2 separate regions of the Acanthopagrus latus genome follow, and region 1 is linked to region 2. The links are chromatin contacts, called in public Hi-C maps. All regions are on one chromosome and are shown on one strand. Each heading gives the region's core, a stretch centred on a gene start, on an enhancer-like site or on the middle of the called end of the contact. The rest is flanking DNA. Distances are from core to core; before and after follow the strand shown.

Evidence for each region. Hi-C and Micro-C count contacts between places; a contact is called where the count stands out from the background.
Region 1: a Hi-C map of muscle shows a contact between it and region 2, with 5 times the contacts expected there. The contact joins the promoter of LOC119028804 here to the promoter of LOC119028787 in region 2. A contact is called at or near these places in 2 of 4 Hi-C or Micro-C datasets (liver and muscle).

Annotation. Positions count from the first base shown.
Region 1 is chr11:27,424,245-27,427,751 of fAcaLat1.1, forward strand. LOC119028804 (mast cell protease 1A-like) reads left to right here and starts at 1,915. Exons shown (of 5, transcript XM_037115075.1): 1 at 1,915-1,948. The coding sequence starts at 1,930.
Region 2 is chr11:27,293,310-27,297,227 of fAcaLat1.1, forward strand. It overlaps LOC119028787 (thiamine transporter 1-like), which reads left to right and starts at 2,150. Exons shown (of 4, transcript XM_037115056.1): 1 at 2,150-2,355; 2 at 2,967-3,099; 3 at 3,499-3,714. The coding sequence starts at 2,210. The coding sequence ends at 3,642.

The DNA.
Region 1 (3,507 bases), core at 665-3,164, 130 kb after region 2:
TTTATGGGTTGAAATCACTCATACAATAACAACGGAACAATACAACTCTGTAACAAGTCTGCACTAAAAAGATCATTCAGTGAATGTAAACAAGCATTACTGATATACAATGTTTAACAAAAGAAAGTGGTTTGTGTCAGAGTTAACTGTTACCATGTTAAAGGTGAGTTTTTTCAATGTGATTCCACTAGGGGGCAGAAAAACTCCACAACAAGTTGACAGCTGCTCAGCTGCAACATGTTATCATTTTAGCTATTATGGCAAATGTGTTGGGAGGCAGTTGCATTCCTACCACAGACAGAGCAGCATTAGCATTCATTTGGATTCCTACCTTTTGCTCTGATGGGTCCAATGTTCATTTTTCTAGATCTGATTTAGTCTGCAGCTTCTCAGAAAAATGTCTGGCCCATTTGTCTGCAGCATGTTGGACTTAAACAGCTGCATGCCACGGGATTTATGAGATTGGCGAGACTGAACTCTGCAGTCAAACCAAACAATAAATGGAAAGTTTTCCACAGTTCTTGAAAAGTTAGCAATTCAAAGATAACATTGTTTTCTAATCCAGCTGTTGCTATTGGTATGAGCTATCTGCTATCCTTTGAGTAGACAACCATACAGGTTGTGGATTAAAAAAAAAAAAAACTCTATATCTATTTATTATAAAAGTTTTCAAGCATTGAAATTCTCAAGTGCCAGTACACACAAGTTTGAGTACAGAACTTAAAGGGATAGTTCATGTTTTTTGAAGTGGGGTCATATAAAGTACACAGAGGTTCTACGGTTGAGAAAATGTAGTGCCAAAAGAAAGGCAGGTCTGACGGCGATGTAAAACAGTGTGAATTTTCTCATACAACATATACTTGAACTGTTGCAGATTTTTAAGATAAGCCTTGTTTTAGGTGGTTTATTTTGCTTTTTCTCTGGACCCCGTTCACTGCAATACAAAGCAGCAAACATCTGGGCTGGAGCAGCTCTCTGCTTCTCCAAACTGAGGCTGTGCTGATCGGTGATTACGGCAGGGAACAGATTGACTATAGATATGTACTTTCTACGACTCCACTTCAAAAAACACAAACTATCTCTTTAAGTATTAGGTCTCCCACCTCTTGACGCATACTGCCTTCAAATGGGACCTCTTCAGTGGAAATTTTATGAAAGCTTCAAGTTTACGAGTTGTGATGCAGTTGCACATTTTCAGAAATGGCTGAGGCCATGGAAGTTTATTTTCCAGTGTATGGTACGTTAACATTCTTGTTTTTCTTTGTAATTATGAAATATCGCTGAGAAAATGTTAATAGTCCCAACGGCCTGATTTGATCATGATGTCTTTGTATTTCCGGCATTACTGTAAGTTACCCACTCAATAGACTGGTTAACTGTAAACTGACACCGTAACCTGGCAGCGGTGGTCTCACGACTTTACCACTGCAACAGTTAGCATATCACATACGTACCCCACTTCACAACCACAAGCTCACAATTTCCACTAGAGGGGAGCAACATTTGAGCGTGGCTACGCTCCAGTCAGTTATGTCACAGCAGGTGTGTCACTGTTCAGAGCAAAGAGAAGACATCTGCATGACATTACTGATTGGCGAATTTACATTACCATACTAATGCTACACCAAACAATAACAAAAGAACAACATGTTATGTAACACCATAAGAGATTTTGTGTGTGTGTGTGTGTGTGTGTGTTTGTGCATGAGACATACTGCAGAGAACACTCACTGAACTGTGTTGTATCTCCTTGAGGGACGACTGGCCCACCAGCACAGTGAACACTTGATCCCAGTGGGTCAGCACAGAGAGGGGGAAACAACAGCGACTGGAATCTAATGTGCAGCTCACTTTATTCAAGTAAACCCACCAAGACTGCACTTTATCAATATATCTTTTTCCTTCACATCATACATAAGAAATTAAAGCATGGGAAACACTCCTCCAGGTGAGCAGGTGTCTATTCATATTGCTTTCATTAATACTAACTTGTGCTCCAAATATGTCACAAGATTTATTAAAGCTAAAATATGGAACATCTCTGAATTAAAATGCAGAGGTGGGGAACTCGAGTCACATGACATGACTCGAGTCGGACTCTAGTCGCAAATTTGAGGACTTGAGACTTACTTGACTAACACTGATGAAAGACTCGACTTGACTTTGACTTGGCATTCATAACTTGAGACTTGACTTAGACTTGACACAGATGACTCGAAAGTCTTGGCTTTTCTTTCCTTCTTTCTTTCTTTTTTGCGCATGTTGAGATGTTTCGTTTTTGATACTCTGCCCTCTGCCCCTGTATGACGCGGTGCATGCAAGCCTGGCAGATGGCGGGCGTGCCAGAGTGGCACTGTGGCAGACAGGATCAGCAGAGGAGAGGCAGCACGGAGGGAGCTCTGAAAATCATCAAATTTGGAATCAAAGATTATTTCATGCCTGGGTGATCTTGGCCTCCGTATTGGTTAAAGTGTGTGTGTGTGTGTGTGTGTGTGTGTGTGTGTGTGTGTGTGTGTGTGTTTCAGATATAGCATCTTCGGTGCGCACAAAGCCTTTATTTTAAATGTAGGCAGGCAAACCAACACGATGCCATACTGACACACATTCGATGCGACGCACTTGTTTTTCGTGCACGTCCGCGACTGATCTGCTTCTCCCTCTGGTGTTGTGTCTGTGTCTCTCTTGCTGTTTCTCACAGAGCTCTGCCCTGTTTGAAAGGGCCGTGTGTAAAGACATTGCGTCCGAAATGTAGAATGTGTTTTATAGAAGAGAAACACACATTTCAGGACAGAACAGACATGTCCTGTGATTTTGTGCCTCCTTTTATGGAGGGAGAGGGGGAACAATACCTGAGAGTAATGTTCTCAGCTGTCAGGATGTGCAGTATGCTGCAGTTTCAGGGTTGATATTAATCTAATCTTATTCTTGTACTAATGGGTTTGAAAAAGATTCTAAAATTGATCAACTATGCAATTACATCATATTATTGACTAACCACTCTCTTCTGTTTACTGTGTCTACAGATATGAAGAATACATTCAAACAAACTTCTCGTGACTTGTTTGACCTTAGCCATGACTCGACTTGACTTGCTTGATTTTCATCGCAGTAATTTGGGGCTTGCTTGAGACTAGAAGGTTAAGACTTGAGACTTGCTTATGACACGTACGTAACTTACTCCCACCTCTGTTAAAATCCCCCAAAACGGCAAAACAACTTTATACTTTGCATATTTTTTTTAAAATCTGCCATGTTCTTTAAAGTAACTGTGTGTTTAACTTGGTCCCTTTCTCTATACCTCACTGTAAGAATCAGAGTGAGGAAGGTTTTCAAAAACTTGGTGCGCAGTTAGAAACAAGCAAGCTGACCAGATCTCTGTAGCTTGATCCTTGGCTGCTACTGGCATAGAATACCTAAATCTTGGGTGAACCTTCAGTGGTTATTTATGTGCAGACCAGGGTGTACGGATTGATCCCTACACCCTGGTCTGCACATCTTTGGGCAAGA
Region 2 (3,918 bases), core at 900-3,399:
AGCATACAGTGTGATGCTATGTCATCAGCGTGAACAAACAAACACAACGTGAGCTCACAAATGTTCCCCATCTGCCATCTGCTCATGGTTCAGTGTGACCTGCATGCAGCTCGTGTCTGATCCTTCAAATCAAACCACAATCACAGTGAAACTGATGATGTCATCCGGGGTGATTTGGGCTACAGAGTTGCAGACTGGGAGTACGAAGGCTTATCAAAGATGCATTTGAAATGTTTTATGCTAGGAGACTAAAAGTCCGGATATCTTGGTGTTGCATTGATTTTGACCATTTTTAAAGGCACGTTTGTGGCATCTCTCTGGGGACGGCAGTTTGCCAAACCACAATCATTCTTCAAACCTGTTTTTTTGTAGCCTGAATTTGGCCAAAAAATAGGACAGGAGGCCTTGTTTCTGGTGTGAAAATGCTGCTCTGTATACAGCCACTATCTGCCCCAATCATCTCCCTATGCAGAAGTTCTTGGACTGGAAATACCCAGGGAGAAGTAACCTTTTCTACAGCAGTATAAATGTCATACTTTGAGGACATGGTGTCTATGTTACAAGATCTCTTAAAAGGGTAACTCCACCAATCTACTATTGCATTTGAGAAAAAAAAAAAAAAGAAGTATAAAGTTTTTTGTAGCTCCAGAGGAAGCTACACATTATCTGATAAAATGTTTCCAGTGATGTCATTCAGTGGCTAAGTGGCTTTGTGGGTAACGGAGGCGTCAGATACAGATGGTTTTCTGTGAGACATAAAATGGGTTAAATTATTGAATAACTTCAAGCACCTACCCAATTTAGCTTGAATTCCTGCGGCTTGAACATAATGTACAGCCCAGCTGCATTATTGATCCCTGTCTATGAAGCTATAGAGCCGGCCCCTTCTGACCCTGCTAAGCCTCCAATTGATGCTGCAGTGGAAACTGCTCTAATTATTCAGCCTGCGTTTGACCCCCCTCTGCTAATCGGAGTCAGGGGGATTGATAAAGAACATGTTAAATACACAGACTAGCCTGGGTGTTGGACTATTAGCGTTCATTGACTGCGGATGATCAAAGAATCAAAGGCAATGTATACATTTAAAAGACCAGAGCAGTTCTACTCATCCTCTCTTTATATTCGAGTGGATAAAGAGCTCCTCTGGAGTAGATCCATGTCTCTTGGGGCTCAGAGATTATTAACGCTCGGGTCACTGAACGCAACTCAGTTTTTATTTAGTGTTTATTTCAATCTGCAGCACGACTTAGAAAGAACATATGATGCATGTAGCAACCAAGTTAAATCAGTATGTGAAGCAGAGATGGGGACCTGGAGATGAAAAAGAGGATGAAAAAAAGAGAGCTCAAAATAATCAATGCCCCAAAGACTCACTGACTTGAGTCCCTGACTTCATATCCATCCACAGGGAACGGGGCCTCATAACTCCTTCTGCTGTGGTGACAGGAGCTGTGTGAGGCGTCAGGGCTGCACTGTGCCACCCTGTGGCTGAAATGAGAAACAACAATGACTTATTCACAGAGTTTTTCAATAATATGTTTTCGCTTATCAATGATGGAAATAGCGCTTTAAAAATGACTCCTTGAGAGACTGTGTGTCCGATGGGCTATTCAAAAAGTTGACTTTATATTTGATTTCAGTAAGTATTGAGAAGCTAAAAACATCATAGGTTATATGTTGAATCTTTTTTACCCATAACAGTATTACAGTTTATGATAAAACAGAATTAAAAATGTATCTTTTTTTAGAATAATGACTTAAAACATTCAAGAAAACGCAAGTTGTTCTCATCTGCTGGGACAGGAATCAGAGTTAACCATAATATTGAATATATTGCATTTAAATATTAATGACAGAAAAATCTGTGAACATTTCAGAACCCTTGGACTTTGGACCTCTGGAATGTTTCAGCTGTTCTAATGATGTTCCTGTTGCAGTTTCATTTCCTTACTACATTTTGAAGTATTGTAGAAAATTCAGAATTTTCATCAGAGTTTATTTAGTTCATTTATTTGTCCCACATTGTGCCTAAAGTAAACAATCTGACCAATCCGAAAACATCATCTTATTAAGTGTTTGTGTCTCTGGTCTCTGAGGGCTCTGCCATGTTCTCCCCAGTCACCCTACAGTTCTGCACTGACTCACAGAGTGTTCTCCTTCAGGAGCCGCGGCCACTGTTGCTGTGGGACACATATCTCTGGAGTGGTCCATGTGGGGGGAACTGGTCCTGGGGGGTTTCACACTTCTGATTGCCCCGGTTATATTCCTTATGGGTCAGAGTAACAACATCTGGATCAGCCACACATGCTTCACCCTCTTCAAAACATTGTACTTGCTCCTCACGGCCATCTGCACGTAAGAATTCATAACATGTGAGCTCCCACGTATTGATATGAGGACTGCAGCTGAACAACTCATCAATACTGTGTATCTGTGTGAATGCATGAATCCTCTGGGCAGAATCTAAATGTGTTGTGCCACAAATGTACAATCACTACTCATGACATTCCACCAGCCTCAGCAACATGTTGAGTTTAATGCTAATTAGCAATTTTCAAGACATGCATATATTTTGTTGTACACACCAAAACTTCTGAAAGCTCCACAGCTAACCTAGCTAACAAGATAACATCAGCTACAGTCATAAACAGAATAAAATTAGCAGTTAGCTACTCTGGTGATATGCTGTCCTTGTTTGTTGGGAGTAACAGATCAAAAGATGGCCAATTCCTACATACTACACCTTTAAACTAAGACGGTGACTATGGTTAATATTACCTGCAAAACCAAAAAGCATTACCTTACAGAGTCTGGCTGGGTTTTTAAAATGTACCATACTGTGATTCACCTTTATCTAAGTATCCTTTGTCGTATAACCTTAAATGTGAATAGAAGTAATTAGATTCATCTTATAAATCAACACTTTAATTCTACCCAGCATCTGATGTACAGTATTTATGTTACAGTTTTCAGATTTTGAGCAGGAGGTGCTATGCATTGGTATTCGGGGTGAACAAATTTGTTGCCACAGTCCTCCAGAGTGTCCTCACTGCCACTGTTATCAACACCAAGCCTCTGAAGCTCACCATCACCTCACAGGTAAAAAGTAAATAAATAAATAAATAAACTTGCAGGTCCTGCAGCACACACAATCAAACACAGTCAGTAGATGATTTTAGCCTCTTTGCCTGTGTTACATCAGCCTACTCATAGAGGATCAGAAACATTTTAATACTAGCTTTTACAATAAGTTGGAAATTGAGCAATATTAATGCAAATGAGAGTGATGTAAACCGTGCAGAGAAAATGAAATGAAGACATTGAGTAGCACTGATAAAAAAACAACAACAACAACAACAAAATGCTGTTTGAATGGCATTCGATGAACATACAGAGTGAGACAGACCACAAGAGACAACAGGGAATAATTGGATGGAAAGATTCATTCATTTATGAGTTATCACCCACAGTGCAATGTATCCTCTCATTTCTTTTCAGTTTCTCATCTACGCCTCATACTTTGCCGCCATCTCCCTGCTGTTCACGGTAAGAGGTGTGTGTACTGTGCTCCGCATGAAGAGTCCCTGTGGAGGCAACCAGGCAGAGACAGCCAGCGACAGGCCGGAGGGGTCGCGTCCTTGAGGACTCTCTGAGACACTGAAGAGCATGAGGACATTTATCATTTCTGTCATCGGATCAAATCAGCAGAAAAAAGTAAGGCGACGCTGTAGCCATACATGTTCATCAGAGCATCTGTGGTGGAGTTATTTATCAGTGTGTCATCAGCAGGGTGCTGTGCCTCTCATCGTTAAAGTGCAATCCGGTCAGGCAGCCACTAGAGGGCACTACCTGCACAGTATAAAACAAGTGTATCTCTACTTGGCAACTCTGCGGTGGTTTAATTTGAACACAGAAATG